2 separate regions of the Mus musculus genome follow, and region 2 is linked to region 1. A link is a contact called in public Hi-C data. All regions are on one chromosome and are shown on one strand. Each heading gives the region's core, a stretch centred on a gene start, on an enhancer-like site or on the middle of the called end of the contact. The rest is flanking DNA. Distances are from core to core; before and after follow the strand shown. Region 1 overlaps Slit3 (slit guidance ligand 3). Region 2 overlaps Slit3 (slit guidance ligand 3).

Region 1 (6,648 bases), core at 2,922-5,421:
CCTTCAGGAATTAAGAACTTACAGTCCCCACATTAATATCTAGTACTGACGTTGGGTATGATGAAAAAAAATATGTGGGGCTGGGGACCTTTGGTGGGTCCATGCCAAGGTGTATCCCTGAGAAGTTAGGTCATGTAACAGATTTGTTGTAAAAGCGGTTTACTGGGGAAAGGGAAAGGGGCAGGGACCTGAGGAAGGGATAGGGACAGACAGACAGACATGCAGACAGAGTGAGAGGGGGAAGGAAGGAAAGGAGGGAGAGTGGGGTGGGGGATGGAGAGGGAAGGGCAGGGAAGAGGGAAGGGGCAGGAGGGAGGGGAGGGAGGAGGAGGGAGGGGAGGGAGGAGAGAGGGAAGGAGGGGGAGGGAGGGATAAGAGAGGGAAGGAAGAGGATGGAGGGAGGGAAGGAGGGAGGGAGAGACAACCCCCTCAGAGAACAGGACAGGGATGTGCACAGGGACCAGAGAGGGCGCTGGGGTGGCTTCTGGCCCTTTTGTCCACAGCACACACCTGACACACTTGGCAGCAGCAGGTGATGACGTAATCAGCTGTTACCCCTCCTCCCCTCCCCCAAAGCAGGCCAGTGGAATTGCCTGCACACTAATTTGTACACAGGATTTGGAATGTAACAAATCAAAGGTCAAATGTCAGGTTTATTTAAATGGGTAATTTCCCTCATCTGGATCAAGATGATTAGAAAAATAGAGACCTTGTGGCTTTTGCCCTGGTCAAATATTATTAATATGAAGAGTCTGAAAAACATGAAGCTTTGCGTCCATTTGTAAACATTTTCTTTAGGATCCAGCACTGGGCAGGGTACACAGCAAGCAGTCAATCACAACGTTATTACCCCACCCTCTAGACCACTGTATCTGGTATCATTAGGCATGAGGGAACAGGAGAAGTGGGGCCAGGCCAGACTGGGCTCCAGGGACATCCCATGACATAGACCTGGCCGATCTGAATAGAGCATCCCTCAGCAACCACAGTTGGTTCAGATGATAGGCACATCACCAAGCTGGGCCCATACATTCTAAAACTTTTACAGGAACCGTTATGAAAAGTAACCCTCTTTTTTTCTGCCATTATGACTTGAAATTTGTATGTTTCTTCATTGGGCTCTGTGATGAGGGAGCCTTTAGGAGGTAAGGGCCAGATCGTGACAATGGGAGACTGGGGACCAGACATTGGAAGGTTTTACTCTCCCCTGGTTCTGTTCTGAACAGCTCTGCTCCCTGCATACCACCATGTAAATAAGCTAATACACCTATATGATGGTTTGTACATGCTCTGCTCAGGGAGTGGCACTGTTGGGAGGTGTGGCCTTGTTGTAGTAGGTTTGTCACTGTGAATGTGGGCTTTAAGACCTTCATCCTAGCTGCCTGGAAGTCAGTATTCTGCTAGCAGCCTTCAAATGAAGATGCAGAACTCTCAGCTCCTCCTGCATCATGCCTGCCTGGATGCTGCCTTGCTTCCACCTTGATGATGATGGACTGAACCTCTGAACCTATATGCCAGCCCCAATTAAGTGTTGTCCTTATAAGAGTTGTTTTGGTCATGGTGTCTGTTCACAGCAGTAAAACCCTAACTAAGACATCCTGCCTGCTGTCGACTGTTCCTCCCACCATGGATACAGCCACTTGCCATGACTTCACCTATGACAGACTTAAATCTCTCTGAAACCAGGACCCCAAATGCCCCATCCCTATACACACCAGACAGACTGAACCTAGGGTATCACCATGCTGGTTCAGTATCCTACCTCGTGAGCTATATCCTTAGTCCCTAACTAATCCTTTCCTCTTTTAAGGTCATCCTGTCAGGAACTGGGTTACAGCAATGTCAAAGTAAGGGATACACCTACTCACTGAAGAGGTTAGCAAAAATCAGAAAGCCACCATCTGAAGTGTCAGTGGTATTTCTGAGCCACTAGATTAAAACCTTTGCCAAAAGGCTCATGATGTTTTAGTTTCATGAGCCACTAAGTTCCTTTTTTCCTTTTGGAGTTAATGGCTTTACTCTTTGCAAATGAGAATCCTGAGTATCTCCAAAAATCTATTTTGCTTTTAAATATGGTCTATAAACTGGGTAGCGTTAGGGAGTAACTGTGTAAATTGTGTCTGTCTGTGTGTTTCATTTTAGACAGGCTAGATGGGGTCACTGGTCTGCAGCCACCTACATTTCTGCTTACACACATTTATTTTTTCCTTGCTAACTGGCATCTGCCTTAACCTTTGCTGTGACTATAACTTTAAATATATTCTCTCTCCAGGTCTAATGCTCAGTTGGCTTACAGGATTCCACTGGGCTCCTCCCAGGGACCTAGTGGTGACTTATGTCATCACCTGATGCCACTAGATGTACTCCTGGCAAGCCTCTCTTTCAGGCCTTCTTACTGTCTTTCTCTGCCCTCTTTTCTTTACACTCAGTTCCATCTGCCTCTATCCCTTCTCCAGGTCTTCACTCCACTTCCTTCCTCAAATAAACTTCCCTTATACTAGGTCTGTCACATGGTATGTTTTCTCAGGGGGACACCTTGGCACAGGGCCTTCAAGGTACCACCCCCCTACCCCTGCCACCACACTGCCACTGCATTATATTTCACAATAGCCTTCCTGAGTCGCTGGCCATCAGGGTGGCACCAGACACAGGCCAACGGGCTGCTCTGGTCATGCCTCTTAAGCCTTCCTGAGTCACGGGGTAACCAGAGTCTAGAATTGGGGTGACTGGTAAACAGACACCATTAGCTAGACAATTTCTGACTCTTGTTAAAAGCCGCTTGCAGCTCTGTCTTGAGATGGGTAGATAGGTATAGAAAGCTATGACCTTCTAACCACAATACTACAGTGGGCATAAAGGGACAAAGCAGAGATGCACTGTCTATCCCGATCCCACTAACAGAGGAGGTTATGTGCTTAGCGTCTGAATTCATAACTGTTCCCCACAGGGAGTCTAAGGTCTCAGAGAGTAGATAAAAAAAATAGGAGACTGGTTATTAATTTACACCTTCTCATGGACCTGAATATCCATGCTCCTCACCCCAGGACACCTCAATGCACAGAGCTTGGGCATTCATCCTTAGAGAGTGGCAGTGACCCTACCCCCTTTTTAACCGAAGCACACATTCTAGGGAAGACACCAAAAGAGTTCCATGACATTTCCCTAGATGAAAACTGTTCCAAGCTTAGGAAGGGGATGGCAATATTTAGTAGGTAAGTGGGTTGCTCAAAACTGCTCATTGATAAAAATCCTTCCTGCAAATAAAGGGAATTCAAACAAAATCTGATTTCAACCAGTCTGATTAATTCAAATTGTCAACAATCAGAGATGAATACAGACTCTGTGATTAAAATACATGTGTTCACCGAGTTTGGGTGTGCTTCTGGAACCTTCTCAACCTCCCTAATGCTGTGCCCCTTTAACACAGTGCCTCATGGTGTGGTGACCCCTCCCCCAACCACCAAACTGTTTCCTTGCTATTTCATAACTGAAATTTTGCTACTGTTATGAATCGTAATGTAAATATCTGATATGCAGGATATCTGATAGGTGACCCCTGTGGGGATTGTGACCCACAGGTTTAGAACTGTTGTTCTAGAGCATCAGGCTGGGCAGCAAGGATCTCAGTAGTTACTCAGTTTTGGCTGACTCTCTGGCTAGGTCACCATGGATTAACCTCTCTGAGTCTCCATTTCATTATGGGCACAATCTTTACAATAATGTCTACTTATATCCCGGAGTACGGTTGCATGGGTCAAATGAAAAATGTGAAATGGCTCCGCAGAGCCAGGAAGCATTATGTAAATGGGAGGCATTAGAAGAGTGCCGGTCCTTTCTATATGTGCATTCATATACAGCCCATGAATAATTCATGAGGTTCATGTGTCTCATCCATTTTGATCAATAATTTCACCTCCATGTCCACACAGAACATTAGGGACAGGCATTTTGGATTACTGCTTTGACAATAACTGCAAAGGTATTGAGGAACACTCTGGAGAGAGGAAAACAAACAGGAAACAGCTGAGAGTCGCTTTAAGCCACAAACTCCATCTGAACAAAACTCAGCAAATCCCTAAGCAGTAATTCAATAAACAAAGCCATTCACTCTAGCCCACCCCCACCTCCCAAAGTCCTTGGTGGCCCAGCAGCGGCACACTTGAAGGTTCACTTTGTTATGCACAGTCCCCATTCGAGGACTAATCTTTTTATAATGAACTTAATCCAGTTAGAACTCCCTAGAATGGCCACATGTCAAAGTAATTGGATAACGGCCCGAGATTTTGTAATTATTGCTACTCCTCAAGCTGGGCTGGTTTGAATCTGCCCAGCCCCTCCCATCACTGACAACCCTTCCCAATGGGAGGAAAGGTGGGTGAGCTATCTTGTGGGGTAGGGGTTTTAGGGGCAGTGGAGGAGACTGAGAACGGAGGAGGTGGGAGTCAATCTGTCTCTCCTAATAGGCTGCTCCCGGCAGTCAAGAAGTGCACACTTCTGCACGCGTAGGTGTCCCCACACCATGGGGAAGAATGATTAGCCCAGTTGAGAAAATGGCTTTGAACAATCCTGCAGCTGCTCGGGCACTGCCTCCCTTCCCTTCCCGGCTCATTTTCCAATTTACCTTCCCCTGACTGAGGCTTGCTACAGCCGCCTCTGTCTTCACCAAGTCCCCGCAGCAAAGCACAGCTCTGGAAGAAGTATGAGCAGACCCACCGATGATGGGATTAAGGTGCCAAAAGCTCTCCCAGAAAACACACTGCTCAAAAGCACAAAAAGACTCAAGGTGGGGTGGGGTAGGTGAAGCTTCGGCTTCACTGGATGTGCGTTGATAGTCTATGGGAAAATCTGGACTCACCACCCACTGAGTTATTTTGTAATTAAAAAAAAAAATCAAGTAGGCCTTTCTCTTGAACTCTACACTTAGAAGGCAGTGTCTCCTTTAGGCACTGAGAGGGGACTGCCCTCTGCTTTCCCATCCACCCACAGGTGGCTGATAAAATACAGATGAGAGGGGGACCCCTGCCTGGAGGATGCTGGAGGGAAAGAGACACCTTGGTTGCTCTTTCCTAGCTTGGCCCATCTGCATCCTTGATGTGTAAGTGCTGAGCAGGTAATGCGACAAAGGGTAAGGCCAGCAATTTGTAGATGGAGAATGAGACTCTGGGAGCATTAGCTGATGCCACCCGGTCACACCACACTGATTCCCACCAGGGAGATGCCTTAATAACTAATGACGCAAAACCATCACCCGGAGAACAGAGTCAAAGGGATACCAAAGGCTTCTAGATGGGTGGCCATCAATGAGGCTGGAGAAATACAGGCACACTAGGCTGGCCTCAATTAGGTGTGACTTATCTTGTGCTAGCCCCCTGCCTGGAGTCCTAGGCACATGCCTTTCTTATCATAGGTTCTAAGTTTGTTCTTGGTTATTCCACACATATCAACATGGAGATAGCACAAAAAGGGCTCACTGCCTGCTTTTAGGCTAAGCTTGGGTGCTTCCTCCCTACACATGTACCTGTGACTTTGTGAGGAGGTAGTGGCGTTTCACAGAAACCCAGAACCAGGAAGAAAAGAAAGGGGACTTTGGGTCCACCAATCTCAGCCCCATCTCCCGATTTGCTCTAATCTCAGGTCTTGCGTTTATTTTCACAAGTGGATTAGAAGCAAGAGTTCTCTCCCCGGCTGTCAATTTGGCTGGCTGTCTGCTTTCGAAGGCCTTGTTGGGCCTCACCTGTTAAGCCTTGTTCTCACTGAATTCTTATAGCAAAGCAACAGGGCTGGGGTAAAACCATCTCTCCATGTTCCCTTTGCTTGTTTATAGCAAGTGTGGGATTGGGATCTGGCTCCTTGCTCTGAACACAATGAATACTGGCCTGCAAATTCCTCTTGCTGCCAGCTTGGAGCTCTTTGTCCAGGAGGGTGTATGAACCGCAAAGGAGGGCCTCAGCCCCTCCCAGTTATCCAGGCCTTAGCTTCTTTGTACTAGAGAGTCATACAGTCTGGTATTGCCATCAGGTTTGAACACAGGTCCAGGATTTTGAGTCCTGACCACGCCCCCCCCCCCAGGTGCCTGCAGACTAGGCTTGTCCTGCATTTTCCTGGGTGCCTTCTCTAGCCCCAAGGGTGGCAGCTTCTAAGGAGGGTTTTTCATAGTCCCAGAAGCGCTCCCGGGCGTTGCTCACACAGCACAACAGTGACATCCAGGGGAGAGGCTGGGTGATGGCAGGGACTGCAGCCCACAGATCTGGGGGCTGATTGGTTTATAAGCACATGGACCTTGAATCATTAGGGTGCAGGCATCTGGGGGCCTGTTAGCCAGCCCAGTGATTGGCTGAGGTCTTTCTACACTGGTCGCAATCCTTCAGTGTGCTTAGTTGAAGACTTGGGGGTGAGCATCTCCACCCGGTTAGCATCTTCACCCAGACCACACTGAACCCCAGCAGTACCCCCTGATCTCCTCATAAAATCTCCGTTCACAGAGCTTTTTTTTTTTTTTTTTAATCAGGTGGAGAAAAAAATTTCTGGAGCTGAAAAATGAGTGTTATCCTTCCCTTAAAAAAAATGGTTTCATTTATAAGCAAATGGCTAAAGCTTTCTTCATGTCACTAATAGTTTAAAACTTACACGCTCCATGCCATTCCATTG
Region 2 (6,648 bases), core at 3,057-5,556, 170 kb before region 1:
CAATAGCTGACTGTGAGCATCCAGTACCCCTGGAGCTCGTGTCTCTAGCTGCATATGTATCAGAAGATGGCCTAGTCAGCCATCATTGGGAAGAGAGGCCCCTTGGTCTTGCAAACTTTATATGCCCCAATACAGGGGAAAGCCGGGACCAAGAAGTGGGAGTGGGTGGGGAGGGGAGTGGGGGGGGGAGGGTATGGGGGACTTTTGGGATAGCATTGGAAATGTAAATGAAGAAAATACCTAATTAAAAAAAAAAGAAAACATTTTATTGATATCCCTTCCTCCTCTCGTAAGTGATTATTTCTCGGGAGATGTGAAGACTAGCTCCCTTGTATTACTAAGTTACAGAATTCGTGTGTGTGTGTGTGTGTGTGTGTGTGTGTGTGACCCAGGCCAAAGGTCAGCATCAGGTATCTTTCTCAGTCATTCTTTGCCTTATTTTCTGAGACATGGTTTCTCACTGAACCTGGAGCTGGCCTGATTGGAGCAGACTGACTGGCCAGTGAGCTCCAGGGGTCTTCCTCTCCCTTCATCCTCAGTCCTAGGTACAGGGATATGCTGCTGCCCTTAGCTATACATGGGTGCTGAGGAGCCAACTCAGGTCCTCACACCTGTGCAACACACACCCTGCCAACAGACTCATCTTCCCAACCCCGGGATCTTGGTTTTCTCATGGCATCTCTGTTCCCATCCGGCCCAATCCCGAGTCTGCCCCAGCTCTGAGATCAGGCCCTTCTCTCCAAAACCTGCCATCCACAGCACGGGAGAATGTACCAGGACAGTCACAGGCAGATGCTCTGACAGCCATATAAAATTCTAGTTCCTAGGCTCTTTCAGAACCAAGAGGTAGGGGTTCTCTGTGGACTATCCCGTGGTCCAGTCTGAAGGCACTCGTGGTTATCTGGATGGAACCAAGCCTGGTGGTGCTCATGGAAGCTGAGGGAGGAGGCCTACTTCTCAGCACAGCAGAGCCCTCTACTGTGAACAGGAAGCCCTGAGGATGTCACCAGAGCATGATGTCACCGGAGCCTGTGAGGTTTTCTGAACTGATGGGTTAGCAGATACTGGCCACATGCCCAGACCTCTTGGGGTGTGGATACTGCTTCATGCCAGTGCCTTGGATGGATATGGAGGCATACCAACCTTTCTACAGAGCACAGGGCTGAAGCCTCCAGAGAGACAAGGGACCCACATAATGAGACAATGGTGCCCAAGGGTTCAATGTAAGACACTTTCCCTTCCTTGTGGGTGGCCTGGGCACCCAGGGGACAACAAGGCCTACCCTTGTAGACAGCTGTGCTGGGGTGGGGGTAGACTCTTTTAAATCTTCTCTTTGTTTTGTTACTGCTTAACCCAGTACTCTCCTGATAACACCCCCAAAGTCCCTGTCCTAAGGCCTGTTAGCTGGGACGCCCCTGAACTGGGGCAAAGAGCCTGGTACTCAACAGGTTTCCTTATCGATTCTGGATGTCCTGGCCAAGGACAAGCCAGGAATGGGGGCGGGGAAGGGCTGGGTGCATGGGGGAGACAGCATATGAACCCTAAACAAGATATAGGGCTTGAGATCAAGGTTTTCCTAGCAGGTTAGGCTCCAGGGAGAGGGGCTGCTAGGGCGTGAGCACGCAGGGCTGGACAATGATGGTGAGTTAGAGCAGGAGGTGGGAAGGCTCCCGCTTACTAACAGCTGTTTCTACAACAGAGCAAAATTAACGTCCCATTACTGTAAGGTTCATGAATCACATCTCCTTAATCTGGGAGAATGAAGAACAGAAGGGGTGGGGGCAGTTGTAGTACTTTCTAGAAGGGCTGGCTGCTGTTCCCTCTCTAGCCACCAAAGCGGGGCTTACCACTGAAGTCCGTAGTGGAGGGATGGGAGACAGAGCAGAACTCGGAGCAAATATTCTAGACACAAAATGAGTGTGTCTGGATTTTCTAAGAGCTCTGGTGTAGCCTCAATGCTGTGTTTTCTTGAGACTCTTCTCTCCCTCAGGAAGCTTCAACATGTAGCTAGTGGGCTCTCTCCCTTTGCCCCTACAGACCTCTCTGGAGGAAGGTCCTTCCTTGTGCCTTTGGTTCTATTGGTCCAGCCTCAGAAACTCATACTGGGTCCAGGGGTGGTTCAGCGGGCTTGTGGGTACTGCCTCTGCAAGCTGATGGGTGCTCTGGCCTCACTCTTCCCAAAGGACATAGAGGCAAGCAAGGGGATCCATACAACTCCCTGCAGAACGCCCGAGTCCAGGCAGAGGAGGCAGGCTCTCCCAGGCACTGCTCCCTGTGGCTACAGGGCTGGCCAGCTACTCCTGCAGTGGGAACAGAGTCTGGTCCCAGGAGGACTATAGCAGAAAGCTAAGTAGACCTTTCTGGGAACAAGGACAACTGGCCATGACGGATATGCTCTGGCACAGTGCCAGGATGAGGAGGCCTTGTCCACTGACCATGAATGAACCTGTCCCTCCCTGAGGGACTACTACAAACTTATAGTCTCTAAGCGGGTGACTTAATGGCGATGAGAAGCAGGCCCCTTGGAAACAAAGGTGACCAGGACCTTGTGTCCATCTAAGGAGCAGCTGCTATTCTGTTAGACTCTATGGGGCCAGCCTGAGACGGTGGAGCTAGTTCTGCTCCGGGGAATTTGATAGTCCCCGAGGTACCAGAAAGCGAGATTTTATGGTTTCTGTGAAAGCTTCTGAATGTTGAAAGTGGTTGCCTAATTCTTATTAAAAACACAGGAACCAGCAACAAATCCAACCATGTACCCATGACTTCAGCTGGCTCATTTCCAGGCTATGGGTGACTCTCCTCAGCATCCTAACTGGCCTGAAGTCCACTGCAAGGAGAGCCACAGCTCTTTGAACACGGAGTCTCCTTTTTTTTCTTTTTGCCCTCTCCACCCAACTCCCATCTCTCTGCTCTAGGGATGGTACTCAGGGCCTAAAGCATTCGGGCAAGGATCCTACCTTGCATGGCTGTGATGCCCTTTGGAAAGCTGTGTGGGGTTGCCAGGGTATAAGGGCCAGAGGTGCAGAAAACACAGCAGGGTCCAATTATCTTCGTCCAAATCAGAAATAGTAGATTCAAGACCAGGCAGCCTTAGGGACCTGGCTCAAGTGTGAGGCAGACACACCACTGGCTTCAAACACTATACTGTCAGATATCCTGACACACTACCTCTATGTGGGAGTAGGGTAATGACTGGTTCAGGGCACAATGACACTTCACTTGGCAGTAGCTGCAGCTGGTGATCTGGGGCTGGATTTACCCTGAAGGGGTCTTATCCGGTTGGCTGGTACTGATAAGTACTGGCACTGAGCTCAGTCAGCAAGTCCACCCCTCCCCCCCCCCCCCCCGCCCCAGGAATGTTCAGCTAGTCTGGAGCAGTGGGGAATATCTGGCATCCCCGACCTTCACTCCTGTATGGCAAACACGGGGGCTAACCAAGCAGCATCTTTTCCTTCGGTTGAGATCTGGGCTTGCATTTGGCCATGCTCGGGTCTGTGGCAAGTGGCTGGGGACGGGGACTGGCTCTCTCCTGTCGTATATCTGTGTTCTTCTTTCCCTTCGTCTATAGCAATATTTCTCTGTGTTCACATCCCTGTCACAAGTGGGAACACAATCTGTGTGACTTTCCCCTAAACGGTGTGTGTTTTTGCAGAAACAAAGATTCCCGGGGTCCTGTTTTCTGGGTAAATAGGTCCTTGTGCAGTGTTGACTTGCTTCCATACCTTCTTCATGGCCACATTCACCTCCACATCTGTCTACAGGTGGAAACCAAGGGGCACCCGGGCCACAGCAATAGCCACATCCTCTATAGCCTTACATGTGCCTTGGTCTCAGCGGCTCCCTCAGAGAGCTCATCTCTTGCTCCAGGCACAGATTTACTTTACAGGGGCCTGTGGCTAAGTCAGTGGCTGTGGTTGGCAGGGACCCATGAGTCGTGCCACTGAGAGAGTAGCTGTCTAGGGCCTGGAAGGCATCTGTTCCCTTGTCTGCAGGGCTCTGACGGGTAGAAGTGTGATGAACGGGAGATAAGGAACGACAGGCGGTCCTCGTGATTCATGATTGTTATATTCTACATCGCCAAGAACACCGAATGAGCACACACTGAATTGCTGCTCTCGCTGCTCCTGGAGGAGCTCGATGAGGCTCACGTGAGCCCATGGTCATGGCGTTTCCATCAACCGATCGATAATAGGCTTGTTCTGTGAGTGCTTCTGTTCGGAAACACTGTATTTACTATACTATTGATTCATCAACATTGCATTCATGGCCAGCAGTGCTGGGCTCACGCCTGAACAATGGAGGGAGCTTCTCTCACTTTGTGCCCTCAGTGAGGCACAGTGCAGCTGGTTCAGGCTCCGAGTATCTAGACAGTGTGCCAGTACTGTGCTTGGGCCAAAGTTGGTGCCAAAAAGCACAAAGCTGCAAAGCACATGCCGCTGGATAAACCACAAAGTGGATACTGGCTTCCAGTGTGCGAGCTGAACCCACAAGGCAGAGAGCATCACCGTGTTTAGCCTCAGTTAAGGGACACAGGTTGGGGTGAACAGGTTTTCCACTACAGTAAGTGTGTAAATGATACAAACAGCATGAAAAAAATGTGATTTCAGAGTTTTGGTACAGAGACGAGTTAGCATATACAGATTGATAAGTAATGATGGGCCACATTTGCCTTGTTGAAGAAACAGACAGCTCTGTGAGGCTGGTAGATGTGGGATTTGGGTGTGGTGGGAAGGCAGGTTAAAAACAAGTGTGTCCGGGGAATTGGCTGGCTCTCTGTGCTGGCACCTCTGCAGGGACACTCAGGAGGGCGAGGTAGAAACAAGCCCAGTCACTGTGGTGACTCAAGTGGACCCAAGTCTGAGAGACAGTTTTGACATTTATTCACTATGTGGCTTTAGAGAGGTCACTGAACATCTCCTAGCCATCACTCCCTTGCTTGCCCTGCGTGGAACATGAAACTGGCACCAGATGGGTGAAGGAAGACTAAAGAAGTTGATATCCCTGAGGCAGGACGGTAGCCCTGGCCAACGACAAGGGCTATCACAGGGAACAATATCCTCTTGCTGGCTTTTTGACTTGGCCCAAACTCCAAGTAAGGAATAAAAATTATTGGGACAAGCAGCCATGCACTATAGAAACCACTAACAGTATGTGGGTCCTAAGCCCAGACTCCACTCAGACCAAATCTACTGGAAGCAGCTGGGGGTTCCTTTCTGACGTATCTCTCCCACGCAGACCTCACCCAAATATCACTGGGTCCCAGACATCCCGACTCAGTTACTCCAAGTCCCTCCTACAATCTCCTGAGATGCATGCTCAACATGGCTGAGGGTAGAGCAAGTAGAAGAGGCAAGGATAGGAGTCAAGGAGCCACGGGATATACAATCTCCCTGTACCTGACAACTCAGCGACAACCAAGCTTCATTTTCTTCTGTGCTGTGTCCCTGACTTCCAGACCAGGGCACAGCAGGGGACAGGAGGAGGTTCAGGGGCAGGAGTGACAGGTGAAGGGCCAGGAAAGCTGAGGCGGCCACTGCGGTCCCCAGCCTGACTCACATTTTCCGCAGGTTGGGCAGCTTCTTGAAGATCCCAGTGGCCTCCAGCACAGAGATGTCATTGTCGTTCAGTCGCCTGCGTGGGAAGGCAGAAGACGCTTAGCTGAGGTGAGGCACCCCCTGTGCTACTTGCCTGAGGGTCTTCCTCACACGGCCTTTATTGAGCTCTGCCCGAACTTCACAGTCAGTAAAGTTCAAGAGAACCTTGAAAAACTTCAGAATGAGGCAAGGGGCTCGGCAAAGAGAGGTGGATGGGGAAGGGCGAAGAGAGATGGGACAGTGGCTTCTTGCATGCTGTGCACAGACACATATTACTATTTAAACACACAAAGACCATGTATCTGCCTCCATTTTATGGGGTACCAATGGTAACTCAAACACCCCCGGGAGCTTTCCTCAGGGTCTCCTGAGCCTACGTTGCTCAGTTCTTTCCTGACTACTTATGTCAGCTCAAGGTTTCTGTACTCAGTGTCCCTGTGTGCTCAGAGCCGTGCTGTGGTGCCCTCCAATGGCTGGAGCAGTCAAAGAAAGCAATAATAGCCACCAGTCTGCCACTCTAACCAGGGCTCACTCTGTGCCAAGAGTCTAGAGGAATATTGTGTTGTGTCTATTTCTAGACCTTCTGAAGTAATAGAAGGAGATGCCATGTCCCTGTCCCCCTCTCCCCTGACATGGTGGGGAAGAGGTCCCAGTGGGGCTGGAGGGGACAGAGGTGAGGTCAGTATCAGGTCTGTTTAGCACCACAGGCCATTTCTTATCCTCTTACATGCTTCAAGTTTTAGTTTATCCTGTTTCAGGTCTTAAGAGCTTGTTTGGAGGCTCTACTGGGGAGTCATCCTCTGTAGGCAAGTGTGGCACTTAGGGGGTATGCACATGGAGCACTGAAGAAGGGTAGGGACATCCACCTAGCCAGCCACATCAGTTGAATCAACCTGGTAATCAGTGGGGTAATGGATTTTAAAGCCAGATTGCCCTTACACCTCTGCCAGTGTTTGAATAAATCAATGTCCCTTTCTAGGGACTACTGGGAGGTTCAGATGCATTCAATCATCTTAGTTGCATTTATTTTTGCCTAGTAATAATTTTTATTTAA

Evidence for each region. A called contact is a pair of places that touch in the nucleus more often than the background predicts.
Region 2: a contact with region 1 is called in a Hi-C map of the N1E-115 cell line, with 4 times the contacts expected there. The contact joins two enhancer-like sites. A contact is called at or near these places in 7 of 39 promoter capture datasets (cranial neural crest, embryonic stem cells, hippocampal neurons and 2 more) and 1 of 484 Hi-C or Micro-C datasets (the N1E-115 cell line).

The regions. Positions count from the first base shown.
Region 1 is chr11:35,452,159-35,458,806 of GRCm38.p6, reverse strand. All of the region lies in intron 4 of Slit3 (slit guidance ligand 3), which reads right to left. Among named protein-coding and RNA genes, the nearest start is that of Gm39705, 89 kb to the left of the region's middle. Within about 2 kb of position 4,171, at least 8 of the 459 cell types and tissues checked have an H3K27ac peak or open chromatin away from gene starts, as enhancers often do. A contact at or near this core is called in the N1E-115 cell line, where this site is marked.
Region 2 is chr11:35,622,424-35,629,071 of GRCm38.p6, reverse strand. It overlaps Slit3 (slit guidance ligand 3), which reads right to left. Exons shown (of 36, transcript NM_011412.3): 16 at 5,557-5,631. Among named protein-coding and RNA genes, the nearest start is that of Mir218-2, 8.9 kb to the right of the region's middle. Within about 2 kb of position 4,306, at least 27 of the 459 cell types and tissues checked have an H3K27ac peak or open chromatin away from gene starts, as enhancers often do. A contact at or near this core is called in the N1E-115 cell line, where this site is marked.